3 separate regions of the Mus musculus genome follow, and all the other regions are linked to region 3. The links are chromatin contacts, called in public Hi-C and promoter capture Hi-C maps. All regions are on one chromosome and are shown on one strand. Each heading gives the region's core, a stretch centred on a gene start, on an enhancer-like site or on the middle of the called end of the contact. The rest is flanking DNA. Distances are from core to core; before and after follow the strand shown. Region 1 holds the start of 1810058I24Rik (RIKEN cDNA 1810058I24 gene). Region 2 holds the start of Nup205 (nucleoporin 205). Region 3 holds the start of Bpgm (2,3-bisphosphoglycerate mutase).

What was found. Promoter capture Hi-C pulls out the DNA fragments that hold promoters and counts their contacts. A called contact is a pair of places that touch in the nucleus more often than the background predicts.
Region 1: a contact with region 3 is called in a Hi-C map of CD8 T cells, with 7 times the contacts expected there. The contact joins the promoter of 1810058I24Rik here to the promoter of Bpgm in region 3. A contact is called at or near these places in 1 of 39 promoter capture datasets (pre-B cells), 4 of 484 Hi-C or Micro-C datasets (CD4 T cells, CD8 T cells, erythroblasts and 1 more), 2 of 115 datasets of contacts at active chromatin or transcription factors (cardiomyocytes and memory CD8 T cells) and 1 of 9 other capture datasets (adipose tissue).
Region 2: a contact with region 3 is called in a promoter capture Hi-C map of the HPC-7 cell line. The contact joins the promoter of Nup205 here to the promoter of Bpgm in region 3. A contact is called at or near these places in 3 of 39 promoter capture datasets (the HPC-7 cell line, liver and pre-B cells) and 1 of 9 other capture datasets (adipose tissue).

The regions. Positions count from the first base shown.
Region 1 is chr6:35,250,960-35,254,325 of GRCm38.p6, forward strand. It overlaps 1810058I24Rik (RIKEN cDNA 1810058I24 gene), which reads left to right and starts at 1,751. Exons shown (of 3, transcript NM_001384235.1): 1 at 1,751-1,823. The coding sequence starts at 1,809.
Region 2 is chr6:35,175,369-35,178,932 of GRCm38.p6, forward strand. Nup205 (nucleoporin 205) reads left to right here and starts at 2,248. Exons shown (of 43, transcript NM_027513.1): 1 at 2,248-2,291. The coding sequence starts at 2,264.
Region 3 is chr6:34,474,345-34,477,646 of GRCm38.p6, forward strand. Bpgm (2,3-bisphosphoglycerate mutase) reads left to right here and starts at 2,012. Exons shown (of 3, transcript NM_007563.5): 1 at 2,012-2,078.

The sequences.
Region 1 (3,366 bases), core at 501-3,000, 780 kb after region 3:
CCCACTTTCTCTGCAGCTATTAAAGTACACTGGGTTATTTTTTCTCAATTTAAATACATTTTAGTATGCCAAACCTATTGACCTTTCCCTTGGTGGTGTGTGATCTTTATGTTTTATTCTATTTTTTTCCCCTCTAATCAGCTCTTTTGTCAGTTTAGCAGATGAGTTGGGAGGAGGGAGAGAAGTAATGAGGTGGATGGATGGAGAAACACAGAAATGGAGGGAAATTCTGAGAGAGGGCTTGACTAGGGATGGTGGAGGAGAAAGTTGGTTGGAGAAGAAAGGGAGACATAGCTAGAGGCAAGGACATCTGGGAGCTCAAAGAACTTGACTTTGATTGAGCTGGGAGAGAGAGAGAGAGAGAGAGAGAGAGAGAGAGAGAGAGAGAGAGAGAGAGAGAGAGAGAGAGATATTTTCCTCTTTTGAGGAGGGGAGAGGCAGCAGAATGAGATACAGGGGCCCAAAGGGCAAAGGAACAAAAGGTTCGGGTCTTGGTTAGGGTTTTACTTTTGTGAGGAGACACCATGACCAAGACAACTCTTAGAAATGACAACATTTAATTGGGGCTGGCTTACAGGTTCAGAGTTTCAGTCCATTGTCACCAAAGTGGAAGCATGGCAGTATCCAGGCAGGCATGGTGCTGGCAGAGCTGAGAGTTCTACATCTTCATCTGAAGGAAGCCAGAGAGCATCCTCAAGCTGCTAGGAGGAAGATTTCCAAGTCCATCCCCACAGTGACACATTTCCTCCAACAAGGCCACACCTTCTAATAGTGCCACTCCCTGGGACGAGCATATGTAAACCATCACAGTTCAGGTAACCAAAATGGCTGGATTATATAGGGAAAAGCCTCATCGGGAAAAGCAGCCCAGCCCCTGAACTGGTGAGTTTAGGGTAGAGGGCTGCATGTGCCAGCCACACCCTGTAACAGGCCGGGACTGAGGGATGCTGGCGAGGACCAGGAGGCCAGGTCCACTTTGATATGTTAAGTAGTCCTCTGCCATTGTCCCAGGGTTAACAGCCCCACTAGGCGCAGCTGATTTGTTTTTCTGTTATTTGAAGCCAGAGTACCCCTTAACTAGATAAAGGTCAATTCCAAAGACTGAGAGCAACATGAGAAGGGTGGTTTCGATGTGCTTGTGTATGTGGGTGACCAGCAGCGCGACCGGACAAGAGTGGATTCATCTTTGGCTCCTGCATGGTAGATGATTCGCGCTCCACTTGAGGAGGAAGTAAACTTCAGATAGGTTGCTGGTGGCTGCCAGCAATCGCTACTTGGATCCAGTCGTGCCAGACTCCGCAGACCTCTCTCCATCATCTATCACGTGGCTGAGGACTACCCTTAACTAGGCTGCATAGCACACTTGTGGGCTTTTGTGAAATGGAACCTTTTCCCCCTTTTCGTCTGAGAGTCGGCTGTGGTGGAGATTAGTGTGGACTTCATAAAGGCTCCCAGGAGAGTGAGTTGTTCACTTGGCATGGCACCCGCTACCTCACCCCCACCCTGGTTTAGTAGGTAACACAGCCACGTCTGACTGTATTAATACAATTGCCAGCGTCCTTGTCACCCGGAGGCTTTGGTTCAAAGAGGCCTAGGTTTGCACCTCGCCCTCTTGCTTCCCGAGATGGCCGTCAGAGGGCGCTGCGGCTCCGCGAGTCGCTTCCGGGAATGGAGAGGGCGGGGCAGGGCGGGGCGGGGCGTAAACCGGAACCTGGCAGCGGGTTCCGCCCTCGCGCCGGGGAGGAGTCCCGGAGCCGAGCTGGAGCTGGAGCACCTCTCACACCCTCCTCGCCCTCCCCACCGACATCATGCTCCAGTTCCTGGTGAGTGGGGCCTCGGAGGATCGGGCCTCGCGGTCGCCTCGTTCCCCCGGGGTCCCGGGTCGGCGGTGCACGGCTCTGCAGTTGGGGCTCGTCGCCCTCGGGTTTGCTCGCGCAGTTTTCCTCTGGCCTCCTCCTAAGTCCTTGGGTCTTTGCCTGGGTTTGTTTATATGTAGTCCTTCAAGTTCCGAAAACTTTGGGGTGTCAGTGATATGACTGCGTTTTCAAAAAACCACTTACTGTGAGCTCTTGGCGAAATCTTCGCGGTAAGTTGGGTCGGAGGAGTCATCAAGATGACTTGGCTCCTGTCCTCTCCACGCGACTTCCCGTAGACCCCCATCTATTATATACGGCTTATTTGAGGCCTCAGAGTGCCTTTCACACGCCGTGCATTAGTCAGCCACATCACGAGGTCGCAGCGAGAGATCCACAGTGCCCTCCCTCTTCAGACCTTTACAGATTGCCCGCTTTGAGGAGTGAGTCAGACTGCCCTGCGAGTAACTCTTGTAAAAACCTGCCCCTCCCCACACCCTTTCAAGTCTCCTTTTTGAGTTAACACGTTTTTCTGGCAAAAATCAAGTATTTCTAAAATTGCCTGTTGAGGATTCTAGGAAACTTGCCAGTCAAATTTTCAGATGAAAGTTTTCAAACACTTTCAGATGAAAGCGTTTCATCTTCGAATTCTAATAAAGCAGATATCTTCTTTCTTTCCCACGGTCAGTGGCTACCTGGTGCTCCGAGAATGAGTATTGTTTACATAAAACTGCCCTACAAAGACTCAGTTGCCTCTGGGGTTTCTCTAGTGTCCTAACTAGGCCTTAGTTTAGGAGGTAGGAGTAATTAGCAGTAATTTACTTGTTAGGAATCACTTTTAAAAGCAGCATCAGCCAGCTAGTGTAAGGTGATAGGATTGGCCCTTCCACTGCATTTGCTGTTCATTGATAAGCAGGGAGAACATTAAATCGATTACACTTAACCTTTTAAGTGCTTTGCTGAATGAGGCTACCTGGTGCGGGACTAGCGCTCTGTACTTAAACATGGGTTTTGATTGGAAAATTCAAAATTTTCAACATTTATGGAGAGATGCTGAAGCCGACCATTAGATGCTTAGCTAGGATGTAACTGATGTTCCTTCTCTTGCCCTGGGTCTGTCTCCTCTTCATTGCTTTTGTTGGGAAAAGTGGAATCAGATGTACAGAGATGGAATCAACTTTCCTCTTGTGGAACTTGGTCAAACACTGCTAGTTTCTGCAAATCTTGCTTTTTACATTAGCCGTTTCAACTGTTTTCTAAATGGTTAAGAGTTTAGACCCTATCTTTAATCTCAAGGTGTGTGTGTATGTGTGTGTGTTGGGGACGTGGGGTTGGGTGGGTGTTGGCCAGGTTATTTAAATTTTCTATGCTTCAGTTTGCACCTCATGAGGTTTCAAAAGGAGCCAAGATGTTGAACACGTAAACACTAAATCGTGGTTGAGATATACTGCCCTGTCTCTTCTGTAAGGTATCAGAAATGGGAACTGGCCTCCCACTGATAGGAGAGGCTTGG
Region 2 (3,564 bases), core at 998-3,497, 700 kb after region 3:
ACCTGCTGCTATTGTAGCTGTTGTTGCCCTTGTGACCTTTGCTTCAGTAACTACTCTGCTGTCACTTCATCTGCCTGTCTTTATCCAATCAGTTTAGCAAGCCATACTGGCCTTGTGGCCCACACCTTTAATCCTAGCACCTGGAGGCAGAGAGAGGCCAGTGGGTCTCTGTGAGTTTGAGGCCAGCCTGGTCTATCAAGTTAGTCCAGGACATCCAGGGCTCTGTTATAAAGATAATTATTTTATTTTACTTCATTTCATTTATTTTTGAAACAGGATTTCTCCATGTAGCCCTGGCTGCCCTGGGACTCACTCTGTAGACCAGGCTAGCCTTAAACTCACACAGACCTGCCTGCCTAGTGCTAGGATTAAAGGCATGAGCCACCACCACCCTTTTTTTTATTTTTATTTTTTGAGAGAACCTTTTAATGGTTTTAAGGATGTAACAGCAGAGACAGTTCAAAAAGGGTGTCTCACAGCTGACTTGAAAAGAAAACCAAACAGCCTGCTTATATAACCAGAAGGGGTATTTGGTAAGGTTGTTTGCACCAACCATAGCACAATCCTTCATGCAAATGAATTACATTCTGTACCAATCACAAGTCCTCTGATGATCGAACACCAGGAAGAGTGCTCCTCCTATAGCCTGCTTGAAAATGGTCACAGGGTCACTGGGAGTTCACTTAGGCTAGTCTAATTCCAGTGCATTCAAAGGCTAGTACAGGCTGTGGAGTGACCATGACTGGAGCATGTCTTCAGCTGTGCAAATGTGAGCATATCCCCAGGGTGTCTGTAAACTCTCCAGAATAGCAGGGCTGCTGTAAGGGCAGTCTGGTCAGTCGCTAGTGAAAGAGGTGCTTGGCTTAGAACTCTCCATTGAAGGCTTCCAAATATAAGCGAAGAGCTTTCAAGCAGATCGCTACTGACATCAATCATTCACAGAAATCATTATATTTTACAGTAGACTTAATGAAAGCTTAAGACAGAATTAGTACTTCTAACGTATGTAGAAGTTACTTAGTAGGCTTTTTAGGTTCTTATCTCACTAGCCCGCTTCCATTCTATTCTGTAACGTGTTTTTCCTTTCTTTCTTCTTTTTGTTTTTTTGAGACAGGGTTTCTCTGTATAGCCCTGGCTGTCTTGGAACTCACTCTGTAGACCATGCTGGCCTAGAACTCAGAAAATCTGCCTGCCTCTGCCTCCCAAGTGCTGGGATTAAAGGCGTGGGCCACCACGCCCGGCTAGCAAATTTTAAATTTAACGAGTAAGTTTAGTAGTTTTGGTTGCTTAGGTAGAAAAAACATTTGGTGTTTGTGAAATTTATGTCGAATTTGACTCAACATGTTGGGGATGAGGAAGCAAATGGGTGACACTTTTGAAGTCAGGCAGGCAGTACTCAAATTTTGTCGCTGTCTGTAATTTTCTTTTTTTTTTCCAAAGATTTATTTATTTATTATATGTAAGTACACTGTAGTTGTCTTCAGACATCCCAGAAGAGGGCGTCAGATCTCATTACAAATGGTTGTCAGCCACCACATGGTTACTGGGATTTGAACTCAGGACCTTTGGAAGAGCACTCAGTGCTCTTAACCTCTGAACCATCTCTCCAGGCCCTGTCTGTAATTTTCGAAGCACAATGTGATTATGTCTACAGAATATACTTATTAAATAGAAATTCCTTAATCACTTACTCACTTCACTCTACTCTCTTAAGGTAAGGGGGATGGCTATTCAAATAAAATTTAACTTGAAATGAAGGTCATGAGAATTTTTTCTCTTTTTTTTTTTTTTTTTTTTTGAGACAGGGTATATAGCCTGTATAGCCCTGGTTGTCCTGGAACTCACTTTGTAGACCAGGCTGGCCTTGAACTTAGAAATCCGCCTGCCTCTGCCTCCCGAGTGATGGGATTAAAGGCGTGCGCCACCACGCCCAGCAAGAACTTTTTCAGTTTCACTGATTTCCCTTTTTTGAACACTAGTCAACTGCACGGCTCACTCGAAATAAAACTACGGGTCCCATGATGCATTGCACAGCTAGTCTCCGAACCGGCTGCCCTCGGCTTGTTTTAACGGTAATGGTCGCAGTTAGACTCGATGGCCCTAGGCCAGAGCAGGGCGGGGAGCCTTGTGCACACCCGCTCGAGCCTCGCATGGCGTTCTCGGAGGCCCTGGGGACGCCCTTGTGTTCAGGCGTCGACGCGGGCAGGCCCTCGGGCCCGGGGTCCTCCCCGCGGCAGGAGCGCTCTCTCAGTCCTCCTCCAAGATGGCGGCGCTGTTGGCGGTAAATTCGGGTGAGCGCGGCGGGCCCGCGAGGGACCCGCGGGGACCCACGGGGGGCGGGGCCGGCGAGTGGGGAGCGCTGGTGCAGTCGGGCCGTTGGCAGTGCGGGCGCGAGCGTGTGCGCAGGGCCCGCTCTCGCCGCGCTCCGGCCTGCAGCCCCGCGCCGCCTCCGTTTGAATGGCGCGCGGCGCGGCGACAGTTTGGCCCTCGAAACGGGCGTGTGAAGGGGAGGCGGAGCGGCGGGGTCCCGGGCAGCCAGGCGCGCGCCCCCGAAGCCGCTTCGTCCCCCCAATATCCTTCAGGTGTAGGCAGGCCATCTACCGCCGAGGTACGGCTCAAGTCCCGGGCTGTGGGACCCAGGCGAGGCTGGAAGGAAGCTGGTCTGGAAGGGGGCCGTGGGCCGGTCATGGGGCATGGGGGTGAGGAGGTCTTGCCAGCCGCGAGGCGGTGCCACGGGCTCAGCACGTGCCGCCCTGCACCGTTGTCACAGCCACGGCGGACGGTGACATCGCTGTGAAAAAGCTGGGGCTGGGGTCATCTTTGGTAATTGGAACCCCTCAGAGATGCTTGAAGAAGTGGATGGGTTTTGATTTGTCCTGGTTCCAGGAACACGGTGCCGGTCGTTAGTGGGGAGGACTTAGATGTCAAACATTTCGTACGAGGTCTGGCACTCCTGAACACGGCTTTAGACACTCGATTCATGAGTACAATTAAGAGGCAACATAGCAAACGTTTACGGACCATCTTTTTCAGCAGGACTGTTTTGTTTTTAAACTGTTTTTGGTACTGGTTCTTGCCAGTTTACCAGTATTTTTTGAAAATTACCTAAATCTGAGTTTTGTACATAAACCATCTCAGAAGTGGTATGGTAAATTGTTCTGTAGAAATGAAGTTTTCTGTTGTATTGACAACATATTGTCTGCTCACTGGAGCAAGTGTTAGTCTTGATTGTTGAATCCCTTTATACCTGGTGTATGTGTGTATTTCATTTATATATTTGGAGTAATGCAATTAAATATCTCAGATTTAATTTGGAAGCAAAGACTTCCAGTGATTACATAATTTCTCCAAAATTAAACAGTTAATGCCTTTTTTTTTCTTCCCCGCCCCCCCCCCCCCCCCAGGGTTTCTCTGTGAAGGCCTGACTGTCCTAGAACTCACTCTGTAGACCAGGCTGGCCTCAAACTCAGAAATTCACCTTCCTATGCCTCCCAAGTGCTGGGATTAAAGGCATGCGCCACCACTGCCCAGCCAGTTAATGCTTTTAAGCACAACTTTATGACA
Region 3 (3,302 bases), core at 762-3,261:
ATCTCTTCAGCCTTAGAATTAAATTCCTCATAGCTGGAATACATTGCTTGTGGGAGGTGGAGGCAGTTGTAAGAAAAAAGGCTTTCCCCAGAACTATAAATTAGCAGCCTTGGGTTTTTGTTTCAATCCCCTATTGTTTGTGCAAGGAACCAGGTAGGGTTCTTTCTAAGGCCCAGTGAAGTAAGGCGTAGTCTAATGTTTTTGAAGGTCATCTTTGCCTCAAATGGATTTATGATAATCTTTGTGAGCACAGGTTCACTCTTTCAACGTTCTCAAGGCAAACAGCTCACAGACAGATCGGAACATGGGGTCCAGGATATGATATTGCGATCTAGATAAACATAAGAACAATCTTGCCATGCAACAGTGACTCCTGCCATTGCTAACTTCTGTGAATACCTGTGTCGTAAAGACCAGGCTTGCTCCCAACACTCGCTTTCACATCCCACCTAAGAGCATCATAGGTAAAGATGTTTTGTTTTTTTTTAAAATAACAATGTACACACTAGTGACCCTGGTGAATAGTTCTAAAAGACAAGTATTGTAAAGTTTTATATGCCAAGCTAGTGTTATTGAGTATTCCTAACAAGGTCAAAGTAAATCAAATGAGCAGGCATCCTAAGGTTCAGAGTACCCTCAAATGTCAAATGCTGTATGGCTGTTAGGATTGGTTTTGCATGGCTGCCGTTACCCTTCCTGAGGAGAAAGCTTTGATACTACAGGGCAGCGGAAATGTTTTCTGGTCCATCTGCCCTCATGAAGAAGAGGAAGAACAGGTTGGCAGGTGTGTACGATTGGGCAGATTCCTTCTCCAGCTGTTCTGACCTGAGAATCCACTGGCTAAGACAAGTAGCCACACCTGAGCCATCCAGGAGGTAGAGTTTAACTTTGCTAAGCCACCATCACTACAGCACTGGGTTCACACACCATCACTCCAGCCGACAGAACTCACTGTCCTTGAGAGACGCTCTCTCAGAAAGGGGTAGCTGCAACTATCATGAGCTAAAATGCATAAATGGGACATACAGCTTGCTACAAGCAGGCCATCATGACACCAGTTCATGGTGTGTCAAGATTTTCATCCTAAATAACTGATCTGAGCACCCATTAGCTGGTCACAAACTTATTGGACTTGTTTATAGAATTAACTAGGTGAGTTCAGAAGACACTAAGTGGAACAGCTTTCAGAAACCAAGAAGGGGAATTTTCCCGTCTGCTCAGGCACACATAACATTTCTTATCTTTCTCATTCACGTTTTGACACACGTTTCAGACCTTGTGTGGTAGTTCAAGCCTGCTTAGTAGCTTCCAGCTCTGGTACCAGACCCGAGTGACAAGCTGGCATTTTCATAGGTTTAATTTCAGAAACTGTAGTGTACCATTTTCTACTTTTCTAACCTCTTCGCCCTTCTTGTACTTTTAGGATATCCTATTATTCGCTTCTCTTCTCTTCATAATGTTAGGAGAAAGTAAGAATGAGCGACTATCTGTAAATAGGACACTTTAAAGGTTTTCATTTTAATCTCTGTTTTCGACGCACAGGCGTGCCAAACAAGCTTTCGTGAGGATCTACCGGGTTCAGCCTAGGTAGGACCTGAAATTTTCCGTTAACTAGAAGAAGTATCCCTTCATCTGCTGACCCGCTTTTCACAGCAGGTGTGTTTCAATTTCGAGAACTTCAAACAGGTCTCTGGACGGCAAAGCTAGCAGCCCACAAACATTGCCCCGGCGATGCTCAGGGGTTTGGGTCTCTACGACTAAAGCCCGCCTGCCTATGTCCGAAACTACCATCTTATTGGTCTATCCGTGCGTCTGTTTCCTCATTAAACCAATCATAGCTTCCCTTCTTACCCCAGGGACTTGAGAAACCGGAAAGAACCTCCGGCTGGTCGCTGGCCAGAGGGCGGGGCCGTGAATGAGTGACAACTCTGTCTTCCAATACCCAGCGCTATCGGTTCTGACCATTTTGGCTTCTAGGCTACAAAAGAGCGTTGATGCCGGCTGTAGCGATGAATCCTCACTGGCGTCTGCAGCACGGCGTTACCGAGGACCGGCTGCTACTGGTAGTTTCCTTGCAGGTGAGTGGCTTCGTTGTAATTGTTACAGTTGTGAGGATTTCTTTTCTTTCATGAGTGGCTTGCTGTTCTATCGTGAGAAGGCCGGTTGCTACCTTGCCCGGCTTTAGTATCTGGTGGGAACCTGATGCCCGCTTCAAGCGAGACCCTCCCGAGTACCCCAGCTCTCAGCTGGCCCTTTCTCAGCGAGCATCTCTCAGGAACAGTGAGTTCTGTCGGCTGGAGTGATGGTGTGTGAACCCAGAGCTGTAGTGATGGTGGCTTAGCAAAGTTAAACTCTACCTCCTGGATAGCTCAGGTGTGGCTACTTGTCTTAGCCAGTGGATTCACTGGAAGGAAGCAGGTGTAGGGCGAAGGCAGACCTTGATCCTAAAAGTGTAAGTTAAGGGGGGAAATATCATGGAAGGCAAAGAGGTTGTTGCATATTCAGGAGTCTCAGGAACCATATTCCGGGTTCAGGGGAACACTACCCCCTCCCCAGCACACACGCGTGCACGCCCGACCACCACTATCATGGCCAAAAAGTGTCATTTCTTTTTGTGCTAAGGGGTAGGAGCAAGTATTTCACTACAGTAAGTCAAAAGAAATGCAAAATTGTAATGAAGTTTATTATTAGACTTTGCAGGATGGAGCCCCCCCCCCCAAATTAGGAAGGGTTTATAGCCCGTGAATGGGGGAAATGGTTCTAGAATATTAACTAACAGAATTCCGACGCCTTCGGGAGGAAATAAAAAGTAAATGGTTACATTTCAGCAGCAGGTACAAACGTTTCTATAATAAAAGTCGTGTTAGTTTGTCTGTAAAACTGAATTTTCACATTTTTTTAAAAGAATTGTTTATTTTATGTATATAAGTACATTGTAGCTGTATTCAGACACACCAGAAGAGGACATCTGATCACTTTACAGATGGTTGTGAGCCACCATGTGGTTGCTGGGAATTTAACTCAGGACCTCTGGAAGAACCGGCAGTGTTCCTAACCTCTGAGCCATCTCTCCAGCCCAATTTTCACATTTTTTTCAAGACTGTTTTATGTGTATGATTTTTTTGCCTGAATGTATGTATGTGTACTCTGTGTACGCCTAGTGTCCATGGACCACCCCCCCCCCCCCGGAACTGGAGCAAATGTCTATGAGCCCCCCTGCAGGTGCTAGGAAGGGAACCCAGTTCCTCTGGAAGAGCAGCCAGTGCTCCTGACCACTGAGCCATCTCTCCAGCCCAGTTTCC